Linked DNA regions of Mus musculus: all the other regions are linked to region 3. The links are chromatin contacts, called in public HiChIP or PLAC-seq maps. All regions are on one chromosome and are shown on one strand. Each heading gives the region's core, a stretch centred on a gene start, on an enhancer-like site or on the middle of the called end of the contact. The rest is flanking DNA. Distances are from core to core; before and after follow the strand shown. Region 1 holds the start of Smarcc2 (SWI/SNF related, matrix associated, actin dependent regulator of chromatin, subfamily c, member 2). Region 2 holds the start of Cnpy2 (canopy FGF signaling regulator 2). Region 3 holds the start of Ndufa4l2 (Ndufa4, mitochondrial complex associated like 2).

What was found. HiChIP or PLAC-seq counts read pairs in DNA pulled down with a chosen protein or histone mark.
Region 1: a contact with region 3 is called in a FOXA1 HiChIP or PLAC-seq map of pancreatic cancer cells. The contact joins the promoter of Smarcc2 here to the promoter of Ndufa4l2 in region 3. A contact is called at or near these places in 3 of 39 promoter capture datasets (hippocampal neurons, liver and pre-B cells), 1 of 484 Hi-C or Micro-C datasets (embryonic stem cells) and 3 of 115 datasets of contacts at active chromatin or transcription factors (astrocytes, craniofacial prominence and pancreatic cancer cells).
Region 2: a contact with region 3 is called in an H3K27ac HiChIP or PLAC-seq map of stem cell-derived anterior neural progenitor cells, with 17 times the contacts expected there. The contact joins the promoter of Cnpy2 here to the promoter of Ndufa4l2 in region 3. A contact is called at or near these places in 7 of 39 promoter capture datasets (the C10 cell line, cranial neural crest, hippocampal neurons and 3 more), 2 of 115 datasets of contacts at active chromatin or transcription factors (large pre-B cells and stem cell-derived anterior neural progenitor cells) and 3 of 9 other capture datasets (adipose tissue, liver and pancreatic islet).

What each region holds. Positions count from the first base shown.
Region 1 is chr10:128,458,036-128,460,796 of GRCm38.p6, reverse strand. It overlaps Smarcc2 (SWI/SNF related, matrix associated, actin dependent regulator of chromatin, subfamily c, member 2), which reads right to left and starts at 1,482. Exons shown (of 29, transcript NM_001372395.1): 1 at 1,360-1,482. The coding sequence starts at 1,470. n-TScga2 (a tRNA gene) reads left to right here and starts at 2,252; the gene lies at 2,252-2,333. It overlaps Mir8105 (microRNA 8105), which reads right to left and starts at 2,117; the gene lies at 2,029-2,117.
Region 2 is chr10:128,321,183-128,324,045 of GRCm38.p6, reverse strand. Cnpy2 (canopy FGF signaling regulator 2) reads right to left here and starts at 1,587. Exons shown (of 6, transcript NM_019953.1): 1 at 1,271-1,587; 2 at 604-716; 3 at 347-462. The coding sequence starts at 691. Pan2 (PAN2 poly(A) specific ribonuclease subunit) reads right to left here. Exons shown (of 26, transcript NM_133992.3): 26 at 2,688-2,863.
Region 3 is chr10:127,513,651-127,516,350 of GRCm38.p6, reverse strand. It overlaps Ndufa4l2 (Ndufa4, mitochondrial complex associated like 2), which reads right to left and starts at 1,412. Exons shown (of 4, transcript NM_001098789.1): 1 at 1,313-1,412; 2 at 864-952; 3 at 26-86. The coding sequence starts at 1,369.

The sequences.
Region 1 (2,761 bases), core at 233-2,732, 940 kb before region 3:
ATAAATAAGTAGTAAGACAACCGCCGGGAATCCGTGAACTCAAACACTTCCGTACCATACCTACCTTGCTACCTGGGATCCTACCTTTCTGTTCTGTTCACTGAGCCAGGAAGCTACTTTCTCTTTACCTTTTGACCCTTATTTCCTCTACCCTAATTAGAGTCAGCACCTCTCGGTGGGAGGTATAAAGAGATCCGTGAAGGGAGAAGTAAATGACAAAGAGTTAAGCACTTGAAAGCTGAAGCAGGTCACAGCTGTCAAAGCCTTCGGGGCTTCACACCAAGACCCTAGACCGATCTCCCTTTAAAAGGTCAAAGGCAGAAAACTGGGAACCAGAGCCTCACGCTGAGGGTGCACACAAGTCACAGACCCAACAGCTGTTTGTCAAGAGTCTGACACCCAACAGAGAGACCCCAAATGGTTTCAGGGCTAAACTCAAACCAGAATTAGTGGAGCTTTCTGAAGCTGTCCACTGTACTCTGACAGGCTGGCTGCAAGGCTGGAGTAGCAAGAGTTGGGGGCTGTAAAACAAAGCAAGGGAAAAGAACCCTTAGCCGGGGTTGGTGAGGAAGCAGCCCATATCGAAGACAAAAAAGAAAAACGAAAAAAAGCCCAGACACCATGAAGACACAAGAATAAAAATTGGTTAAAAAAAAAAAAAAAGATAGATAGGGCTTCTTGAACCCTTTTGTTCCCCATCCTTATTTCCAGTTACAGGGTGGGGGTGGGGACTAGCGATATGAAGCTTATCCGAGCCTCTGGACCTCAAACCCAAAGCAATGCCAGGCTGGCTGGCTTGCAGAGGACTTCATTATGAAAGGAGGGTTGGAGGGGCTGCTGCCCTAGACTGCCATGTCCTGTCCCCTGAGAGGTTTGCAGCCCTTTAGAAGGAGACTAGGGTAACCCTGGGAGACAGGTGATTTCCCCAGGTAGAGACGCTTTTCAACGGCCTGCTCCGCGCCCGTCTACCCTCCTGCTCTGCCATCTGTCTCAGGACGTACACAAAGCACCACCGGGGAGGCCTGGGCCGCTCTGGCGTCTGGCTCGGCGCGGGGCTCCGGCGGGGGCCCCGCGGCTCGCACACCGGAGGGGAGGAGGCGCGCGGCGGCACCGGTCAGCCTGGAGGGCGAGGGCTGCCGGGCCCGGGCCGCCGCCCGGAGCCGCCGCCGCCCCCGCCAACGCCGCTGCGCTGCACCGGGGCAGAGGGCACGGTGGGGGAGGGGTGGGGGAGGGGCGCGGGCGGGCGGGCGGGAGGCGCGGGGAGGCCTCGGGGAGGGGCGCGGCGGCCGCCGCAGGGTGGGCCGGCCCCGGGAGCGGCGGCCAGGGGCCCTTTGTCCCCGCGCGGCGCTGCCCGCGTACCTTCTTGTAGTTCTTGCCGAGCCAGAGCCGCACGTTGTCGAACTGGGTCACGGTGTCCGCGGCCTCGTAGTACTTCACGTTGGGGCCGCCGTCCTTCTTCCGCACCGCCATCTTCTCGGGCTCGGGCCCCGCCGCCGCCCGCCCCGCTCAGCTCAGCTCCCGCCTCCTCCTCCGCCCGCCTCCCGCCGCCTCCCGCCGCCACGACCGCCGCCTCCCGCCGCCTGGGCCCCGGCCGGCGGAGCGCCCCCTGCCGGCGGCCCTGCGTAGCGGTGGCGGGCGAGCCCGAGCGCGCTCGGCGGACACCCCGGCAGCAGCGGCGGTGGGAGGCGGGCGAGCCCGAGCGCGCTCGGCGGACTTCCCCGCAGCGGCAGCCCGGCTGCTTCCCCGGGTCTCGCAGGACGCGGCTGTAGGACAGCGGAGCCCTCCCCGACTTGGTCTCGCAGCGGCAGTGGGGCTTACTGTTCCACTCCACGGGGAAGCCGGGAGCCCCGGGTCTGCAGCTCCGCCCCGTAACCCCGAGTGGCCCCCGGCACGTACGTTCCCGTGGAACTCTTTCGCTCCAATAAGTTCCTTCCAACCATTCCTGTTTCAACCCACGAGTGTCCCTGACGCTCCTCGTCCCGGTGCACCCAGCACCCCTGGTGCTACCCGGGGGGGTCAGGTGAGGGGTCTCCTCCCTCTGATCTTCGGGTCTCGCCAGTCGCCTCCGCTTTAGGAGTCGGCTGGCGAGCCCCGATTCTTCGACCCAGGTTCAAGCATTGTGGCGCGAAGGTGCGAGGGAGGGAGCGGCTCTGGGTACGAGCCTCGGGCCGCGACCCTGCACCGGTCCGCTCGCACCCAGTCACCCGTGCGGACCCTTTCTGTAAGCGCGCGGCCAACCATAGTTTTGGGAGTCACGGTGGCCGAGTGGTTAAGGCGTTGGACTCGAAATCCAATGGGGTTTCCCCGCACAGGTTCGAATCCTGTTCGTGACGGCAGTTTTTCGTATTTTTTTTCCCCCCTCCTATTAACCAGTAGTTGAGTGGTTGAAAGTGAAAAGGCAGCACTACTCCTTTAGGTTAGACCAGGGTGACATACAAACCAAATTGGGCATCGCTGTATTCGCTGTTAGGATACCAGGCACTTTGAGATATTTTTGAGAATTCTGTAACATTTCATAACAATGAAGAGTAGTCGTTTTGTTTGGGAAAGCTAGTCAAACCTAAGATTTCTAAACAGGGCATCTTTGGAGTTTGTGACCAAAAGTGGAGCCTTGAAGTCTGGTGACTGGAGACACAGAAACAAGCGTTTCTCATTTGGATTTTTCTTTTTAATTTAGACAGGGACTCATGTGCACAGGCTGCCCTTGAACTTGCCTTGCAGCCAAGAATGACTTTAAATTTCTGATCCTCCTGCCTCTACC
Region 2 (2,863 bases), core at 338-2,837, 810 kb before region 3:
TTGTTTGTTTGGTTGGTTTTTTGAGATAGGGTTTCTCTCTATAACAGCCTTGGCTGTCCTGGAACTCTCTTTGTAGACCAGGCTGGCCTCAAATTCAAGATCAGCCTGCCTCTGCTGGGATTAATGATATGTACCATCACACCAGGCTGTTTCTTTTCTTTTCGAAGACAGTACCTAATTCTATGGGGTAGACCAGAACTAGAACTCAGAAAGATCCTTCTGGTCCCGCCTCTGAGGGTTGAGATCATTATCATTACAGGTCGAATGACTTCCTGCTTTCTTCTCTTCGAACAAGTTCATACTCTAAGCCCGAGTGAGCTACTTTATTTGAGGGATAGTAAATTACCTCCACAACTGACTGGCTGCCATCTGGATTGATTCGGAAGGATCCCATCTGAATGGTCTTCTTGGGGTCCACGCGGGCAATTTCCCACTCTAATTCATCCACCAGAGCCCTGCAAGCTGGTGTCAGGGAAGAGAACAGGGAGTGGGGATGGTGAGGGGAATGAGGGTTTTTCTATCCATCCTTGTTCCAAGCTTTGGATCTCATGACTCCCACGGGTCATCTTCCTCCCACTTCTCCACTGGTCTTCGTGCTTTTACCTCCACAGTGTAGATCTTGGCTCCTTCGAGCCCAGGCAGTTCCCAGCAGGACCCCCAAAAGTAGGGCTAGCCAACCCCAGCCTTTCATCTTTAGTGTAACAGGGTCGCTCCACCTGGATTTGTATGAAAATGAAACACAGGTGTGAGGAGAGCGATCCATTTCCCCCATGACCGTCACCCCTCATTCCAAGGCCTTCAGAGGCCTTGGTGTGATTCGGATTGTTTTCCAGGAAAAAACCTCGTTACAAACACCCGAGGGACCGGAGTTCGGGATGGGGGAATAGGGAGTGAGAGCTCGGGACTGGGACTCAGATCCAGAAACTATGTCCTCCACAGGTGAGGGCCTGGGTTTTGATACTTTGAGGACACTGAGGACTCACAGAGCTATGCAGTAGCTTTGAGATGGAGGTTATCGATTACGTGAGAATGACGGGCAGAAAGGAGCTGCCAGCAAGGAACCAGTCAGGCCATGAAGCCAGCGAGCACACTCCATAACCAGGGCCTATGTGGACCTAGCACCAAGGGTTCCGGAATCCCCATCTCTAGAATGTAAGTAGCTCCCGTGCAGACAGACCAGCCCCTTTTGTAAGGACTCCGCCATCGCTTTGCTCGGGTCCATTCCCAACCTCAGTGCGCCCACAGCCTCTGACGCTCGCATCTGTCCCACCTCTGCTCCCACGGCCGCCGCCGTGGCCCAGGCTCTGGAAAGCAGCCGGACTCTCACTTTGTTTTCTGTGGGTCCCAACCCTAGCAGCTGGCTGGGAAAAACGGGGCTGTCCCGGCTTCTCCAGAGCGCTCCGGCTCCCGCCAGGTTCAGGGTGGCCAGTGACCGCCTGGCCCAGCTTCCCGCACTTAACTAGGCACCTAAGCGGAGATCTGAGGGTCCCGTGCGAGCCCCCCACCGAAACTGACCCTAAGCCCGCCCCTCCAAACTCTCGCGCGAGCAGGCAGCTTTAGGAGCGCCTCCGAGGCAGCGAGGACCCCTTGGAAGACTTGAGGACCCAGACTTGCGTGGCGAATTGGTTCACGTGACCAACCAAAGAACAAAGGTAGCCTAGCTTACAGTGAGGACCGAGCGCATGGGGTGCCTGGGGAAATTGCATCAGTCCAGGTGGGCTAGGACTTGCAAACAGATGCAATTAGTAGTGGGAGAGAAGCCTAGGTTTCAATGCACAAAGATTTCATGATACAGCAAACTACATTTCCCAGGAAGCACTGCAGTACCACTCTGCCAGTAGCTACAGGTCTTTTTCTTTCTTAAAAAAAAAACAAACAAACAAACAAAAAAACTAGTTTTTAAAACAACTTCCTTCTTGTACCAAATTAATAAATGATCGTCATTAGGTATGTATTGGGTAATATCATTTTTGGTATTATCTGCCTTTTCAGGCAGGTTCTTGGAGATTTCTCTTAATTTATCCTCTGAGGATGGGGGTGTGGGTTATATTACGGTCAATATTCTTCTTAGCTCTCACGCTGTGAATAGAGCAATTCCTCTCTGAATTTTCGGCACACCGCAGGTACTGTCATGAGTGAAGCAGTGTCTTGCTATGTAGCCCAGGATGCCTTGAACTCAACTCCCCATCGCAGGCTGGTTGGGGACTGTGGTTCTCAACTGCTCCGCTGTTAGGATAACAGGTTGACACCACGCCTTAAGGTCTTGAGATAAACTGGGATTTGTGATCGCTTTATGTATTTAGGGTGCTAGGCAACTACAGCAAAGACCGAACACCGTCCAGGGGAAGAACAATTATGTTCCTCCTGGTGCCCGGCATGGTGGCGCATGCCTTTAATCCCAGCACTTGAGAGGCAGAGGCAGGCGGATTTCTGAGTTCTCGAGGCCAGCCTAGTCTACAAAGTGAGTTCCAGGACAGCCAGGGCTACAGAGAAACCCTGTCTCAAAAAACAAACCAAAAACCAACCAAACAAACAAAAAAACAAAAAAACTATGTTCCTCCTGGATCCATTCATTCTGGGACTCAGAATCTTCATTTCTAGGTGTGGATCTGAAAACACAGTTTTCATTTTCTCATTGTTTGGTGAAGTCAAATCAAAGAAAGAAAGAAGCCAAAGAATCCCACACTAGCGGTTTTCTAATGAGATAAAAATACTTTTATTTTATAAAACATGCTGTTTTAAGCAAAATTTTTAAAAAATAAAACAAAACTCGAGATAGAATGTATGGAAGACAGATACTTCTCAGCTGTGGTCAGGAATGAAGCCAGTAGCTCAGCTTCCTGCACACCGGTTTGATTGGCCC
Region 3 (2,700 bases), core at 163-2,662:
GGGGAAACACTGGTTCTACAGTTACCTTGTACTGGTCATTGGGACTCAGGCGGTTCCAGGGCTCTGGGTTGTTCTTTCTGTCCCAGCTGTGAACAGGACAGGAAGGTTAAAGTTTCTTTTCTGGGAACCAGGACTTTGGCATTAAACATGGCCTCAGTATCACCACCCCTGGCGCCCTACCCTGAGGAGGGGAGAACATTTCCTAGAGACTGACAGAGAAGGGGGAGTGAGTGTCGTTGTCATCGCCATCCCTGGGAGGTGCTGGCAAGAAGTATGGCAGCTGATGACCAAATGACAACCTAGCCTATAGACTGCCCAGGGTTAGCCTCCCTCACCCAACCGCTCAGGGCAGAGTCCTGGGAGTCAGGCAGAAATCCTGAAGGACAGTACTTTCAGTGGGTGCACCTCAGACTCCAGGATCAGAGTGGGTGGTGCTTTGGCCTTCTGCTTGTCAAAGGACTGACCCCCCTGATGCTTCTGGCAGGACACAAAGTCCCAGTACAACCAAAGACCCTCAGGAGTCCCACACTGCCAGACATCCAGCACTTCCGGTCAGGCATAGAGGTACCTAAAAGCCACCAGACATGGCCAGTAGAGATGTGTCGCCATGGCAACCCTGTGGTGAGCTGCTGGGATTCCAGCTGCCCCACGTGGCTAGCCACTGACAGTGAGCCACCAGGTGGTCCAGATGGGAGGTGAGGGTCTCTCAGGTCAGGGGCCACTCCAACCCTGGGAAATGCTGGGTGGCAGTGGAAATGAGGACGGACACAGACCGAGGGTCCTTCTAGGTCTAAGGTCCCACCTTAGACCATTTTATTCCACCCAGGACCCCTGCCCTCTTGCCTCCCAAGACCTGTTGTTACCAGACATCAGGACTGCGCAGGGCAAGTCGCAGCAAGTAGAGTCCGGCACTGCCCATGCCCAAGCAGATGAAGCCAATCATTGGGATGAGCTGCAGAAAAACCAGGCACTCTCAGGGTCCGAACTCTGCTCAGTTCCCACTCACTCTGTCCTAGTTTTCTTCCTGTCCCTTTATCTTTACTCAAGGTCTGATGCCACCTTCCCTTTGGGAGTGGGGCCTGAAACCTACAGCCACATCCTCAGCATGCTGTCCCTTACCCTTACAGTGATCCTGTCCAAGGCAGGTTGCAGGGACATTGAGTACATTGCAGAGAGAGGACATAGAATGTCCCTGGGAAAACTTGGGAACACTAAGGAAACCGGACAGGAAGCAGGATGGGGGGAGTGGGGGTGGGGAGGGCTTGAGAGGCAGGGTGACAAGAGGGGAATTAGATCTGAGGACTGAACTCACCCCAGGGTGTCTTTTTATCTGCCGGTAGAAGCGGGTCCCTAGACTAGTTCCTGCCATCTTGTCCCAGTGTCTGGTCTTCTAGGTGGATCTCTTCTATTCCTCACCCTGGGGTCCCGCCCCCCATCAGGGAGGGGTCAGCCTAGCCCCGCCAGCTCCACCCAGCTTGCTTTCTCCCTGCAGTTCCAGATCCAAAACAGGCTGGAAGTTGTTGCGGAGCCTTGAGGTTCCTCCTTCCCAACTCTCTCTTACTGAAAGGGAAACCCTGGCCCAGGAGACACCATTATACTTGGGTCTTTGGGTATCTGAGGGAGGAACCTCTTTGGCTTCCAGAGACTGAAAGGGGATCCAGATGTGGGACAGACAAGCAGACAGCCTTCTAACAAAGTGGGGATGTGGAGTGTCCACTGCAGGGAGCAGGGAACAGTGGGGGCATGCACAGTACGTTGTCTACACTCCTGGAGCTAGCAGGCCTTTCGCGTATAAGAGGCACGTGAGCAAAGTTAGTGCTGCCAGCCCCTCTTGGTCTGGGCGGTTTTGCTGGGTTGTGGTTGGCCTGGAGTAGTCAAGAGGTGGAGATTGCAGGTGTATGAATCTGCACCGCTCAAGGCATAAGGCAACAGTTGTAGCAATTTAGGGGCTTGAGATGAGGAAGGAAGAGCCCTCCGAGGAGTCCACCATACTCATCTCTGGCTTTGGGACTAGCAGAAGAGCTCCGAATTAAGGAAGCAGCCATAGAAAACTAGAAGAGATGTTGAAAACCGGTGGGAAGGGGGTGGGGGATTAGGTATATGCTATATTGCCCGGGCAGGAAGTTTTCCCCATCCACCCGCTGTCTTTGGAGGACTGGTTTTGGGGACACAGGAAGTGAGCCTCTTCTTCTCCTCGCTTCCATGTTAATTTCTATCACCCCTCTCGATTAGCCCCTGCCGCTGGATTCTGCTATGCTCCCCCATTTCTCTCCTAAAGAACTTGTACTATGGTGGACCCCTGCTGGGATGAGCTGTGTACCGCCACTGCCTCCCTGGGGTACAGGGAGAGAGACAACCCTTTCTGAGGGGCCCCTCCCTTTCCTACACACCGATACCTCGCCCGCCCCTTGAGCTGACAAGCTCTGCTGTAATTAGGCTGCGGGGTCCGAGCTCTCCGCCTCCCTCCGGCGGATAATGAGATAAAGTGTCAGAGACATGGCGAGAACAAAGAGACAGAGACTCACTGAGACGTGTGTGGGGGAGGGGGTGGGTGTAGAGGAGGGGGGCTGATGGGATGTCAGAGCCTAGAGCAGAACAGGGCCCTTCCTGAGCGTCCCCACCTCTAGGGCTGGGCCAGGGAGGGTGTGTCCTGTCACCAGCGCCTCTAAGCCTGGACTGCTACCGGGGTGGTGGTGGTGG